Linked DNA regions of Mus musculus: region 1 is linked to region 2. Evidence: chromatin contacts called from public HiChIP or PLAC-seq data. All regions are on one chromosome and are shown on one strand. The core of a region is the stretch at or near the end of the contact, and the rest is flanking DNA. Distances in the headings are between cores, read along the strand shown. Region 1 holds the start of Defb47 (defensin beta 47). Region 2 overlaps Wdfy2 (WD repeat and FYVE domain containing 2).

Region 1 (7,183 bases), core at 1,324-3,823, 57 kb before region 2:
GAGATGTGGTCCTCCTCCTAGCAGCACACTTTGAATGCATGGAGTATTACTGTTACCATGATGGAGAAGGCGTCTTTGGAACTTCAGCGGACAAGCATCAATACATCTACCCAGGAGCAGTTTGAACAGCAGGACTCATCCCGTGCTCACAGCATCCTCATCAGATGCAGATGCTCTCATCTCCAACTTTATAGAAAATCAGTCCTTTCTTCTGCTTCCACCCCCCCCCCCTTCAGAACTGTGTAAGAAACATGCTTATTGAGTTACTCCACGTCTTTTGTGTCTACATGCTTGGAGAGACTTCTCAGAGCTGCAAGTTTTCCTCAAGTATGTCCACATGTTTTCTTAGTTCTTTTGGCTGTTAAGGAGAGCATAGCTAAGGCCACATGTCAGTGCCTTTCTAGCACCAAGAAGGTTCATGACTTCCACAGGTGATGACAGGCTTCTGCAATGGTCCTCAGTAAAAGTAGACTCGGTGGTTTTAAAACAAAGCTCATGATGTTAGGAGAGGGAAAAAAAGGTGGGGGGGATAGAAGATTGGAAAGAGGGATTAGGGGGTGGGTTTGATCAAAAGATATTATATGTGTGCATTAAATTCTTAAACAATAAAAAATAAAAGTAAGATTCTTTGATCTTTTCCTGTCTTGGGCTCACAAAAGACCTGGTCATGTCACATGCTCCCCTCCACTGAGGACCTGCGGGACTTTGATTTACTCCATCCTCACAGTGTAACCCGTTTGAGAGGAGCAAAGGAAGGCTTGCTTGCTCTGGAGGGGCCAGGGATCCTGACTTGCAATGCAGGTCTCTCTCTGAGTTCCCTGTGACCTCTGCAGGAGGCTAGCTCTCTCCTTGTCCTAAACAGCCTCTCCTTACTCTTTTTATTATGATAAGAAGCCTTACCATAAGGCCCAACCTCTTCACCTTTTTAAGAGCTAAAGACATGAGGTTTTAGAATTCACCTATAAAACGTATTCATTAAATGGTTTAACTGGATTTTTATATCAAACTCTCCAGTCCTTCTTCTCCCACCCTCACCTCCCGGGCCTGATAACCACCATTTGTACTACCTATTCTTTTATTTTAGATCCTTGTATAAGTGGAATAACATACCTATTTCATTTCACATCCTTAGTAGCATCCCTGGTTCTTCAATGCTGTCATACATGGCAAAACAAAAACAAAAACAAAAAACAAAACAAAAACCAAAAACCAAAAACCAAAAAACAACCCCCCCAAAACAACAACAACAACCAAACACACACACACACACACACACACACACACACACACACACACACACACACACACAAACCCTCCGTAGTTTCCTCAGAGAAACTACTTAAGAGGTCTAGAGGGGAAAGTCTGAGGTCTAGAGGGGAAAGTCTGGTAGAAACCAGTTAGCATTTTTATGTCTGTGTGGACTGGTGAAAATAACAAGGACCCAGAGGAAGGGAAATGTGGTTTAGTGCTGCAACCACATGGGTGATCTTAGTACAACCATAGTCTTCATGTAAGTATGAGTTCTGTTATCCAGAGCGGCCACTAGCGTAACTTCCTATTTTACATCACAGGTCCCTGCAAGTCTGTCCACTGCAGCCAAACTTTCTGACTACAGCTGAGAAGTGAATGGAGGATTGGATCGTCTCCTTTGTGAGAGCACAGCTATGTGCCAGGTAGATAATGAGGATGCTCATAAACTAGACTCAAGTTCACTAGTGGGAGCCTTTGGCTGTGCTCAAAAGAATCTCAGAGATGAACCAAGAAGGGCTCTCTCAGTGAGGACAGACAGTAGTTTGAGAGATGTGGGCATCCTGCAGGTGGTGAGCCGGGCTTTCACTACTGTCCAGTCCTCTGCTCCTGAAGTATACCCAGCAAGCCCCCTTTCTTCTAAAAAGTAGTGGGGAAAAGATTTGTATAAGGTTCTCACCAGGTTCTGCATGGAACAGTCAGAGAGGGCTGGTGTGGTTTGCCCTTGATTCTAGATTCTAACATTCAGATGCATGAACTGTGGGTCTCAGGGACGCGGCCTTCACTGAAGCTTCCCGTTGTCTTTACTTTCCCCATAATCCCCCTGCTCCCCTGTTTTTCATTTGTTTCTAGTACTTACATACACTTCTCACCAATCAACTCTGTATACCTCCATCCCCTCAGCGATATAAACTAATCTTTACTCTCTTTGGAGAGTGAGATGCTGACGGTAGCCCATTTCTTTTAAAGTATACCAACTTAAGCCTTACATCAAGTAGCTTTTCTCTCTATTTCTATTAATTGGGCTTCTCCTCTCCGTGGTGGGGTTCTTTGTCCCCATTTTATGTTGATGGGGGTCCTTGATTCCTTTCTCAATTGGGATGCCATCAGTTCTGAAGGTGTTGGACTTTGGGACACTCAAGTCTATGTCCTGACATCTGAGTTATTGGGGGAGAAAGCACACGTGTGCACCCCAGTAGACCTCCTAAGAAGTCCTGCTCCTGAAGTCATTTCCCACCTTACCTCTCAGCATCATCATCACAAAGAGGAAGAGGACAGGCAGGAAGGAACGGGATCGCATGGTCGAGTGGCCAGCAGTGTGGAAGGTGGTCGGTGCTGGTGAGGCTCGGGGGTTTTTATTCACTTCTGGGGGCCCGTGGTTCCTCCTGACCAGTGAAGCTTAACCTGCAAAGAAGGAAAACTGCTTTTGTGGGAGTATTTCCAAACCTTAGGGTTTCTAAATTTGGTGACAAATTAACCTAATAATAGAGAACCAGATGGTTAATGGTGTCCTTCTCCTTCCTGTGTGTTCTCAGTTTCACCAGTGGTACTACCGTTCACCGTCAGCCAGTTCTTTTTTTTGGAAAACACAGTTCATGATTAAATTTTTTACATGCCATATAACAATTACACCTGTTTGCTGAGAGCAGTGTTGTAATCAGCTCCATGTACACGGCATGTAATGGTCAAATTAGGATAATTGGCAACCTTCCTCCCTCAAACATGGCCAAGCACTTCCCCGCTAGTGTTTTGAACTGTATGATTAGACGTTACACATCTTGTTCTAATAACCCACTGAGTTCCCTTTGTGCTGCCTTGTATGCTCGTGGCGTGAGATTGTCCACTAGAGCATGGTCCACCTACCAGGGCCATGTATTTGGAAAAAAACAACAACAACAACAACAACTCTTCCTCTCCCAGAAGTTGTCCATAGCTTCTCAGATGTGGGGAGCTTGCGAGCCCTTTGTGCTGAAATATTAACTGGCTTGATCTGGTGCAGGTCTTATGCAGGCTGATCACAGATGTTGTGAGTTCATCAGGACAGTTACTGTCATATCCAGAAGAGATTGTTTTGCTCTGCTGTCTCCTGACTTCTGTCTCTTAGAATCTTACCTTCTTTTCTTCAATGCTTCCTGAGCGTGGTGAATGTGTGTGTGTGTGATACAGATGTCTTAATTGTGACTGACATTTCATAGTCAGTTATTCTCCACACTTTGACCAGTTGTGAGTTTAGGTCTGAAAGCTGCTCTAATCTATGGGTAGAGAGATGCATATTTAGAGGACGATATGATCGATACTTCGGTAGTTTCATCGAATGATTGCAGTAGGTTTACTACTGGAACCCATGAGCTCCCCAACTCTGGGTCTCTGGCCAGATTTACAGCACTGCTTGTGTTCTCTTCTTAGGAGTGGGCTTTAAATCAGAGCAGAAAACTATGGATAGCCCTCTAATGTTTTTAACACTATTGTGCCTATGGACCTGTCTTGCAACAACAACAAAAGATACACAAAGTTGGGAGTAGGTAGGAAGGGGAGGGGCAGAGAGGAGAGGAGGGTCTGGGAGTAGTTAGAGGGAAGAATAGTGGTGAATATGACTAAAACACATTGTATTTTAATATGTGTATGACATTCTCAAATATCAAGAAATATATATTAGAAGTAGTGCCTGCTGACCTTTCTCTCCTGCGCTTCTTCCTCTCACTGGTACTGTCTGTGTCTTGGCACCTTTCTCCACGTTCTCACGTCACCCATCCCTGCTCCAGCTGATGGCTAGTCCACTCTCCTCTCATTGTCAGCTTCTTTAAGCTTCCCTAACGAGTGAGGGCACGCTGCATCTGCATTTCTCTGCCTGGTTGATCTCACTTCATATGTTTCCTGATTCTACCCACGGTGTCACAGATGAAAACAATGTCCAGACACCTTTCAAGGGCTGCATGAGAGGGGAGCTCACTGGGATAAGTTGCCAGGTTAGGGGAGTGTGTACATCAAGGAGAGGAGCACACAGAGTGGGAGGATGTGTTTGTCTCCTGTGCTTGGCTTCACAGAACACTGTAACTAACCTCCTGCCCTACCCACATTCCTGACAGCGGGAGAATCTCATCCATTTTAAATGACTGGATGCTATTGTATTATATTCGTGATCAGGATATCACATTCTCTCCATCCCTCCAAAGATAGGTAAGTAGGTGTGCTCTGTTTCTTTCCTAATGTGAATCGTGTTCCAATGAACACATGGAGTGTAGACGGATCTTGAAAATACCATTGCATTTCCTTCTAGTTGTGCGACTGCTGGATCCCGTGGTTCTGTTGGTAACTCTGAGCAGCCTCACTCTGCTCCCTTCCCTGGCTGCACTGATCTCTATCCCCACTGGCTTTGTGTGAGTTCCTCCCCATCTCCACAGTGTCACTGGCTTTTGTGGGGTTTATATATATATACTTTTTGATAATAGCCACCCCAACTGTGGTGACAGGATGCCTTAATATGGACATAACTTGCATTTTCTGGGCACTTAGAATTTTTTCCATATACTTCTCGACTATTTGTATGCTTTCTTTTGAGAAAGGTCTATTCAAATAATTTTATTTTTTTAAGAAAAATTAGATTTTTCTCATTGTATACTGAGTTCCCAATATATTCTGAATATCAATTCCGCATCAGATAAATGGTGTGCAAACATTTTCTCGCAGTCAGTAGTTTGTCCCTTTGTTCTGCTGATTGCTTCCTCCCACGAGAAGGATTCTTGATAGTTTGCTGTTAGTCCATCTGTATATTTTCACTGCCTTGCCCTGGCTTCTGGAGTGTGATCAAAACAAAACAACAAACAAACAAACAAACAAACACATTGTCTATCCAGCTTGTTAAATTCTCTTCCGTTCTCTCTCAGGAGTTTACTGTTTCTGAGCTAGCACTTAGGTTGCTGTCCATGCTCAGTAGGAGATGGAGGTCATCCCATCATTGTGTGTGTGTGTGTGTGTGTGTGTGTGTATGTGTGTGTGTGTGTGTGTGTGTGTGTGTGTATGTGTGTATGTGTGTGTGTGTGTGTGTGTGTGTGTGTGTGTGTGTGTGTGATTGCTCCTCTGCTCCATGCTGCAAAAAGTTATCTTTGCTCCACTGCATTAAATTGATTTAACTTTCTGTGGTTCATACAGAAAATTACTTCATAGATGAGAAGAACACTCACACAATAGCCTCTTTTTTATTTAGAATGTAGACTGGGAAATAATTTGAAGTGTAGTGTTTAAAAGAAAAGGTCCTTTGAAGTGTTGAAGTGCTAGGTAGAAGCTAATTGAAATCTAAATTGATTGATTCTTGGGCTTTGTGGCTCTTCATTGGCCAACTACTGTAAATGCAGGTTACCTTTTGATTATTAGGCTGTCCCATGGAAGCAAGAAGGTTCGTCATAGCATGTAAGGCTGAGGGAGATGGCCACCGTGCTGAATCTCCGAGTGTCTCTCCATCTCAATGTCTCATGCTTCCTACCATGGCTGCGTCATAACGGCTGTGCAGGGATCTTGGAACACTCAGAGCCAGGCTTGGGTCTGGGCATACTGAGAGAATTCAGGAGCGAGCTGAGGAACAATCGCTTGAGCTGTAGTTAGTTCCAGTCTATGGCACAAGGGTGTGGATAGTCGCTGTCCCCCTCAGCTCACATACCTTGTTTATGTTTAGGTGTGCAGCTGAATATATTAAATCCTTAGATTGGCAGAACTTCATTTGTAACATGTCATGCAGACTCATAAAAATTGCTGTAACATTAGGTACTTGTGTAAAATGCCTCTTTTGCTACTAAACCTTGGACATTGCATAGCGTGGAGCCCTGTCATTTCCATCTCCTTGGGATGCAAACAGATTCTACACTCGGAACAAATCCACACATCATCCTGTCAAACAGCACCCATAAAGGAGGAAAGGGGACTGAGGCAAGGACAAGATCATCTAGTGGCCTCCTGCTGGAGGTGATAAGGGCAGGGTTGTATCTTATATCCTGAACTTTATTCGTCTTCCCCATCTGCTTGCACTCTCCTCTCCTCTCCTCTCCTCTCCTCTCCTCTCCTCTCCTCTCCTCTCCTCTCCTCTCCTCTCCTCTCCCCTCCCCTCCCCTCCCCTCCCCTCCCCTCCCCTCCCCTCCCCTCCCCTCCCCTCCCCTCCCCTTTTTCTCCCCTCCCCTTTTTCTCCCCTCCCCTTTCCTCCCCTCCCCCTTCTCTCTCTCTCTTCCTCTCTTTCTCCACCTCCCTCCCTCCCTCTCTTCGTCTCTCCTAACCTTACCTCCCAAAGCTGCAGTTGGACTGCAAATGTCTACCTGAAGACTTTGGGAGAGGACCCACCTTCCTATGGCAACTTTAACACAGTTCCTCATTTCATTTTGGTGACAAGTAATGGGATTTGCTCTGTCCATTTCATAACCTCACCTGTCCTCAATGGCAGTGAGAACATGAATCTGGGTGGCGGTGGTGGGGAATGCAGCTCAGCACTTGTGAGATGGAGGCAGGAGGAGCAGAAGTTCAACACCATCCCTGGCTAAGCAGCCGGTTCAAGGGCTACAAGAAATCCTGTCATATTAAAACAAAAACACACAAAAACAATCAAAGGAACAAAACAAAACCAGATCAACCCAAGTCAAAATGATAAACCCACAAACCAACACACAAAAAACAGAACAGCTTTTCCAAATTCAAGGCTTTTTGGATTTTTTTTTTAATTAAAAATTTTTGAGATAGGGTCTCATGTAACAACCCATATTGCATAGCGGGTGACTTTGTGGGGATCAGAGATCAGCATGTGATTTCCTTTGTGTATTTGCTTTCCAGCAGGGAGTCAGTGCACAGTGAGTAGCTGCAATGTGAAACTGGTTTGTTTTTTAATCTCCATTTTCTTCCCACTTTCCTGTTCTCTTCCCCATATCATATTTTCCGAAGCAGAGCTGGATTTGTGCTA
Region 2 (7,245 bases), core at 2,892-5,391:
GCCTGGTCTACAAAATGAGTTCCAGGACAGCCAGGGCTATACAGAGAAACCCTGTCTCGAAAAACCAAAAAAAAAAAAAAAAAAAAAAAAAAGACACTTCTAAACTTCTTCAGCCCCTTGTGTCCTTACAAGACCAGTGGTTAGCTACCTCAGGAGGTTGGTGAGAAGCAGCAGAGCAAAAGGCATGTGGCACTGTCTCAATGGCGAGAGGCCCATGCTAGCTTGCTTCCCAGTCCCTAAGGTTAGTTACACCCCTGATTTGCATTAATTCTGGGGCACTAGACATCCTGGGGCAGGGAAGGAAAACCAGGAATTGTTAAGGAAGAGGCAATCTCGAGCTTAAGCTGAGAAGAAACACCACATCTCCAGAGTAAGCAGCTGTCACGCACTTGTTACCGTCCACCCTCACAGTTGTCACGCCTGGCTATATGCTTGCTGGCCAACACAAGGCCAACTGGTCTAACCCAACTATGTAGGGCAGGTTGGAATCAGGTGTTGGTCGAATTTTACAATATAGTATGCATGGTATCAACTCTGCCCTCCTCCAGCCGCCAGGAAGCCTGGACTGTACAGATTTTACAGGCTTCCTCGCTTGTACGCTATAATGTCTTACCTCACTGTCAAACACTCACTTACACTCTCTGTGGTCTTATTTATTTATTTTTTTGCTTTTTATTTACTCGCAGCCATTTTCCCCTTGAGAGTTCAGAAGCACTCCCACTGGCTTGAGGCAGCTATAGCTCCCTGCCTTGTGCACATGGACTCAAGGTGGCTGTTACCATGTTCCTATCCTGCACCTTCTGGTGCAGAGGTTCTGCCAGCATCCTGCCCTGTGCCTTTGCTCTGCCTCAGCTGGGAGGCTGCTGAGAGACATCATGGAGGACTAGCAGCAGCCTTACTTGTGTCCTTGGAGTTCGATGGCCGTGCCTTTTCTCCCACCGATGTCCCACATGATGACAGAGTGATCGGAACTGCCTGAGAATAGCACGCGCTGCACCGGGTCCCAGCAGAGTGCTGTCACCCCTCCTAAGAGAACAGACACAGCCAGGTGTTAGCCACAGAACAACAGCCTTGCCACAAAATGGGAGCGTGAAGGTATCAGGACCCACACAGTCCCTGAACAAAAGCATTTGTTAAATGAGTGGGTGAGAAAGCCCCAGAAAGGAAAAACTGCTCCCTAAAATAAAAAGCCAAATCTTTAAGCATCTACATCCATTGTAATGTATCATAAAATCAGTACTCCCCACCAGGGGACAACTCACTGGTGCAATCCTACGAAGGGAAAGACCACACTATTTGAAAGTCTTAACTGTTTTCTTAACTAGTACCTGCTCTTAGCCTGGCAATAACAAATGGGAAGAAAACGAGAATTCAAATGCTCAATTAGATCTCTTCCTTTCTTGACATATAGTAACTACATATTTATGGGGTACAGTGTGATGTTTTAACTTATGTATACATCATCTAAGGCGCAAACCAAAGGAGTAGTTAGTATATTCATCTCATCAAACATTCATCAGTGATGGTATTCTCAAAACCCTTCCCAGCTATTTTGGGGATATACAATACTGTCCTGTTAATAACAGTTACCCTATGTGCAACAAAACACCAGAATTTACTCTTCTTCTTTTTTTTTGAGACAGGGTTTCTCTATATAGCCCTGGCTGTCCTGGAACTCACTCTGTAGACCAGGCTGGCCTCGAACTCAGAAATCCGCCTGCCTCTGCCTCCTGAGTGCTGGGATTAAAGGCGTGTGCCACCACGCCCGGCTGAATTTACTCTTCTTAACCACAACTTAGCCACTGACCAACTGGGGACCACTGCTCTATCCATTACTTCTATGAGGCCAACTTCTTAAAATTCCATGTGAGATCATGTGGTATTTCTTCCTGTGTCTGGCTTATTTCACTTAACATAATGTCATCTAGCTCATCCAATGTGGTTGACAAATTTCATCCATTTATACACTGCATGATAGCTCCATCATGTGTGTACATTAACATTTCCTTTATGCATTCATCATACATTAGGTTGTCTGTTCTCATTTCTTAGTGATATGAGGTGTGAGGAACTCTACAACAAAAGGGGCAACTATGCTTGGTATATAGGCTCCATTTTATTTAAATATAACCCTAGTAGCCTAGTAAATTTTCTTTTTTGTTCATTTGTTTTGAGACAGGGTGTTACTATGTAGCCTATCCTGGCCTCAATCTTTTGGTGATCCTCCTGCCTCTGGGGCCTGCATTCTAGGATTATAGGCATGTGCCATTGTGCCTAGAAGTAAACTTTAATTTTCTGAAGACCCTCCCTAATGCCTTCTATAAAGGCTGAAACAATCTACAATTCTCCTACCAGTGTGCAATGCCCTTCCCCACTGCTACCCTGCTCGCTCCTATTTATGAATACCGTTTGTCTTAGCTAACGCTTCTGTTGTTGTGATACACCAACATGACCATGACCTAAAAGCAAAATGGGAAGGGGTGGGCTCTACCATCTTCCACGTCCAGCTAATGGTCCATCATTGAGGGAAGTCAGGACAGGACTCAAAACTTGGCAGGAATCTGGAGGCAGAAACTGAAGCAGAAATCATGGAGGAGGGCTTGCTCACTGACCTGCACCTCATGGCTTGCTTAGTAAGTCTGTTTTCTTATAGCATAAAAAGTCTCCAGCAGAGGGGTGGCATTGCACACAATGAGCAGGACCCTCCCACATTAATAACCAATCAAGAAAATGAACCACAGGTCAATCTGGTGTGGGCATTTTCTCAATTGAGACTTTTTCAAAACAACTCTGGCTTGTGTGAGGCTGACATCACACTAGGCCAGCACACCATTCTACCAGCAGGAAGATGACACTGGTTAATTGCACGTCTTTATTTGAGAATACTGTGATGTGTTTTTATATTTGAGTATTAGGTATAATTAGGGACAACATCAGAGGTAGAAATTTGGGACTTCAAGGTTCCAAATGCTTTATAAATCAATTATATTCTAAATGCTAGTATCCTTGTCCTATGTAGCTTTAACTGTCTACTTGACACAGCCTAGAACAGTGGTTCTCAACCTGTGAATCATGACCCTTTTGGGGTCAAATGACCCTTTCATAGGGGTAGCTTATCAGATATCCTGCGTATCAGATTATTTATATTATAATTCATAACAGTAGCAAGATTAGAGTTATTAAGTAGCAACAAAAATAATTTTATGGTTGGGGTCACCACAGCATGAGGAACTGTATTAAAGGGTCACAGCATTAGGAAGTTGAGAAACACTGGTCTAGAGTCATCTGAGAGGAGAGACACCTCAAGTGAAGGTTGTCTAGATTGAACTGGTGCGTGGGCATGTCAGTGGGGGAGTCTCTGGTTTGTTGAAGCAGGGGACCTAGCCCATGGTGGGTGACACTATCTCAGGACGACCTGACTAGAGATAGTGCTGACCATGAGTCAGTAAGCAAGCCAGCAAGCAAGCAAGCCAGCAAGCAGCCCTGCTCCATTGTTTCTGCTTCAGACTTATGCTTGGGTTCCTGCCCTGACTTCCTTCAATGATGGACTGTGACCTGAATCTAACCTAAATAAACACTTTCCTCTCATAAGTCAGTGTTTTAGCAACAGAGAGGAAACTAGCCACCCCTCACGTATGAAGAGGGGATGATGGAACCACTGGGATATTGTATGAGAATGGACTGGATCAATTACGTAGGACTACGCGGTAGGTGCTCTAGTGTGGCTACCTAATAGTATGACAGTTTCTTCTCCAGCAATCTCCTGACAAATCAAATTCCTCAAATACGGACACAGAAATAAATTTTCTATATAAAATGAACACATAGCCAACAAATACCTAGGAATGTCAGAAACACTCATTTTTCAATAATATTACTAAAAAATACTTGGAGAAGATTAAATAGCTTCATGTTTTTTGGACGCTGACACTTTAAAAGTGGCCATCTTGCTTTAATAAGGTCTTGTGCCTTGGAGGCATCTAGGAAAGTTTGCTAACTGTCCCAAAAGACTCTTAAGATCACAGAAAGTCCCTTTGCACTCATTGCTGTGGGTTTGCTAACCAGCCTCTCCCCCACTGCACTGCATTCTGCTTGCATACAGCCCTGTTCACGATTAACCTCAGTTCCCCCAGCAACGTGTGGTCAACCACATCCTCGCCCTTACCCACTCCGTCTTCCCCCTACAGCAGCCAAGCACAGGCCAGGGCAGGATGCAGTGCAAATGAATGAAAGTACAAAACAGTTCTCTAGCCCACAGCAAGCCTCACCTAAATCCCAGGTCCTTCCCGTCAGCGCGCTCATGGCTCACAGACTATCTTCCCCTAGAGTGGCTATTACTTCATAGACCAGAGACTCCGAGAGGCCAGAGCCTGGGCTTGTCCATGGTGTCCTCAGTATAAACAACCCGGCCTGGATTGCACAGATATTCAGTACGCATCGGCAGATGAGCCAGCAGCTGAATAACAGGGAGTGGAAATGAACGCCCTTGGCTGTCTTCCCAGCAGATGAGGCAGGGCCGAGACACCTTCCCTTGAGGAAGCAGTGTTGCTGACGTGAGGCCTTCACCCAGTTGACCCTTTCAGTATTAGATGCCAGGGAATATGAAGAGGCCTCTTCACTAGTGAAGCCACTACACTCAGGAAAACAAGGCAGTGACAGATTTTTTTTATTTCCTATAAAACGTGAAGATGAGCAGCTCAGATTCTTAAACTACAACAGATTTAGACCACTGTGGGCACTGTGAGAAAGAATGGCTTGAAAAGATTCATCAACAGAGACTCAGTGGATGATGGACTCTTCATGAAGCTAGGTAACTACAGAAACACTTCCCTGAACTATTGTATGCTTAACAGCGGAGGAAACTAGCAGGGATGCAGTCAGGGGCAGAACACCTGCCTAGCATGCACACAGCCCACAGAGCAAACTCTAGCAGTGCAAAACAAACACAAAACACCGCAAGGGTTAAAATGGTAAAATCTGTGTTACACAGATTTTTAAAAAGATTTATTTTTATTTATATAAGTACACTGTAGCTGTCTTCAGATACACCAGAAGAGGGCATCAGAACCCCTTACTGATGGTTTTGAGCCACCACGTGGTTGCTGGGAATTGAACTCAGGGCCTTGGAAGAGCAGTCAGTGCTCTTAACCCCTGAGCCATCTCTCCAGCCCATGTTACACATGTTTTATGAATATAATTGTTACTGGTGGAGTCATATCCTATACCATGCATGCATGTTGCATTATTGCTTACTTACTGGATTTACCTAAATGCTATCTGAATATTTACATTTGTTTATATTAAACTGAATATTATAAATTTGCTAAAATAAGCATTTTAATAGCTATCCATATTTTTTCATTTTTTTCATCTTTTACAATGTACGTGAGTACCTTCATGCAGGTGCCTGTGGGGGCCACAAGGGGGTGCCAGATTCCTGAAGATGAAGTTACAGGTGTCATAGGCCTCTTACTGCGAGTGCTGAGATTCCAGCTCTAGTCCTCTTCGAGAGCAGCAGGCTTAGCTGCTGTGTAGACATCTCTCTGGCCTTTCTTTACTATTATTATTATTTTTTTTTAACAACAGGGCTCATGCTGGCCTCCAGCTCTGGCTAAGTAACTCCCCTGCTGTAGCCTCCTGGGTAGCTATGTAATGCCACCCCTTGCTCCACATTTTTATTGTTTCATAGACAAGAATGGCAAATGTAGAACTGGGCCAGAGGCTAAATGGTTTTAGAAACCTGATACCTGTTACCAAAATGCTTGTTTTGGTAATATTTTTGAGACATATACAAAAGCCTTGCAAAACTGAACTCAGAGTTAGAAGCTGCTGGGTCTGCCTTTGCCAAAGCGTGACAGGTAACTTCCTCACAGTAAGTTGGGCAGGCTAATAATTAGCTTACAGAGGGCCTGAGCCAGTACTCAGACCACAGTGCTTCTTAAATTAAAAAAAAAAAAATTCATCAAAGTCAGTACATTACACTCCAGGCTGAATTGAGGAGAACTTGTGAACTCCCCTTCTAGGGGCCCCTCTCTTCCTGTTTAAATTTATTAAATGTATGTGTGGGTGTTTTGTCTGCATATACACCATGTGCATGCCTGATGCCTATAAAGCCCAGAAGAGGGCATTGGATCTCTTGGAAGTAGAGTTACAGATGGCTGGGGATTGAACCTGGGTCCTCTGGAAGAGCAGTCAGCGCTCTTAACTGCTGAGCCATCTCCAGTGGTTAAGACCCGATCCACCTCCACTCCTTTAGGTGCCATTAACTCCACTGCCCTGCAAGCTTCTCTCCGACTGCACTAAAGAGGCTCCCTTACTGCTTGCAAGCAGCCCATGGGCTGTATCAGGGCTTCACGGCACTTCCGCCCACATAATCTTGATGAATTATCCGCAACTGTTTGTCTGATGGGATTCCAGGTTGGTCTGAAGGGGAGTAAAGGTAAGGATTACACTTCTTTTACTGACCTCAGAGAGCAAGCTGATGCTGGTCAGCTCAGGGGCAATCTACACACAGAGTCAGACCTCACAGAAAGATGGGTGCAAGTGCCCATTTAGCTAAAGCTAAAGTTCTCAATGTAACAGTTTGAAGACACACATTCACATAGGAATTTCTTGGCTTGCTCAGTTGCTTTTATTGTAGTCAACACTATTCCTTTGGATTCTCCTTAACAGTGAGTAAATAGGACTGAACCTGTGACCAGAAGGCTTTGATGGATTAAATTCAAACCCTCCTGTTTCTCATTTGTCCATGTTCATCAGAGCACTTCTTGGATTGGGCGTGGTGGTTCACACCAGTAATTCCAGCACACTTGGGAGGCAGAGGCAAGAGCATTGCTATGAGTTTGAGACTAGCCTGAGCTGTACAGTAAGACCTTACCTTACAAAGCTAAATTACACAAATAAAGAAGATGTTGCTGATGGTCAAACTTACAGTGGTCAAAATAGGATTTACCGATTTGTTCAGCTCAAATTTAGAGGTTTTTAGTAGAAGTGTGTATCAAGAAACTACTTTAAAAAAGAATCCTGATATTTGACTTTTAGCTCCAGGAAAAACAAAACAAAACCAGCAGAGGGGGCTAAGAACACAAAATTCCTTCCCCAGATCTCCACTGATATTGCTGTAGAGGTGGGCTGATCGTGCCCCAGTCCACATTCCCAGTTGACTTTCTACCCCAGTAGAGAACACACGGAGCCAATGGCCAGCGCTCCTCATCAGTCAGAACAACAGATCCAAGGCCAGGGCTC

What was found. HiChIP or PLAC-seq counts read pairs in DNA pulled down with a chosen protein or histone mark.
Region 1: a CTCF HiChIP or PLAC-seq map of CD8 T cells shows a contact between it and region 2, with 6 read pairs. The contact joins the promoter of Defb47 here to the enhancer-like site in region 2. A contact is called at or near these places in 4 of 39 promoter capture datasets (3T3-L1-derived adipocytes, cranial neural crest, liver and 1 more), 1 of 15 datasets of contacts at CTCF or cohesin (CD8 T cells) and 1 of 115 datasets of contacts at active chromatin or transcription factors (embryonic fibroblasts).

What each region holds. Positions count from the first base shown.
Region 1 is chr14:62,993,467-63,000,649 of GRCm38.p6, reverse strand. It overlaps Defb47 (defensin beta 47), which reads right to left and starts at 2,573. Exons shown (of 2, transcript NM_001039125.2): 1 at 2,491-2,573. The coding sequence starts at 2,548.
Region 2 is chr14:62,937,802-62,945,046 of GRCm38.p6, reverse strand. Wdfy2 (WD repeat and FYVE domain containing 2) reads right to left here. Exons shown (of 12, transcript NM_175546.4): 7 at 900-1,026. Among named protein-coding and RNA genes, the nearest start is that of Defb48, 43 kb to the left of the region's middle. Within about 2 kb of position 4,141, at least 152 of the 459 cell types and tissues checked have an H3K27ac peak or open chromatin away from gene starts, as enhancers often do. A contact at or near this core is called in 3T3-L1-derived adipocytes and CD8 T cells, where this site is marked.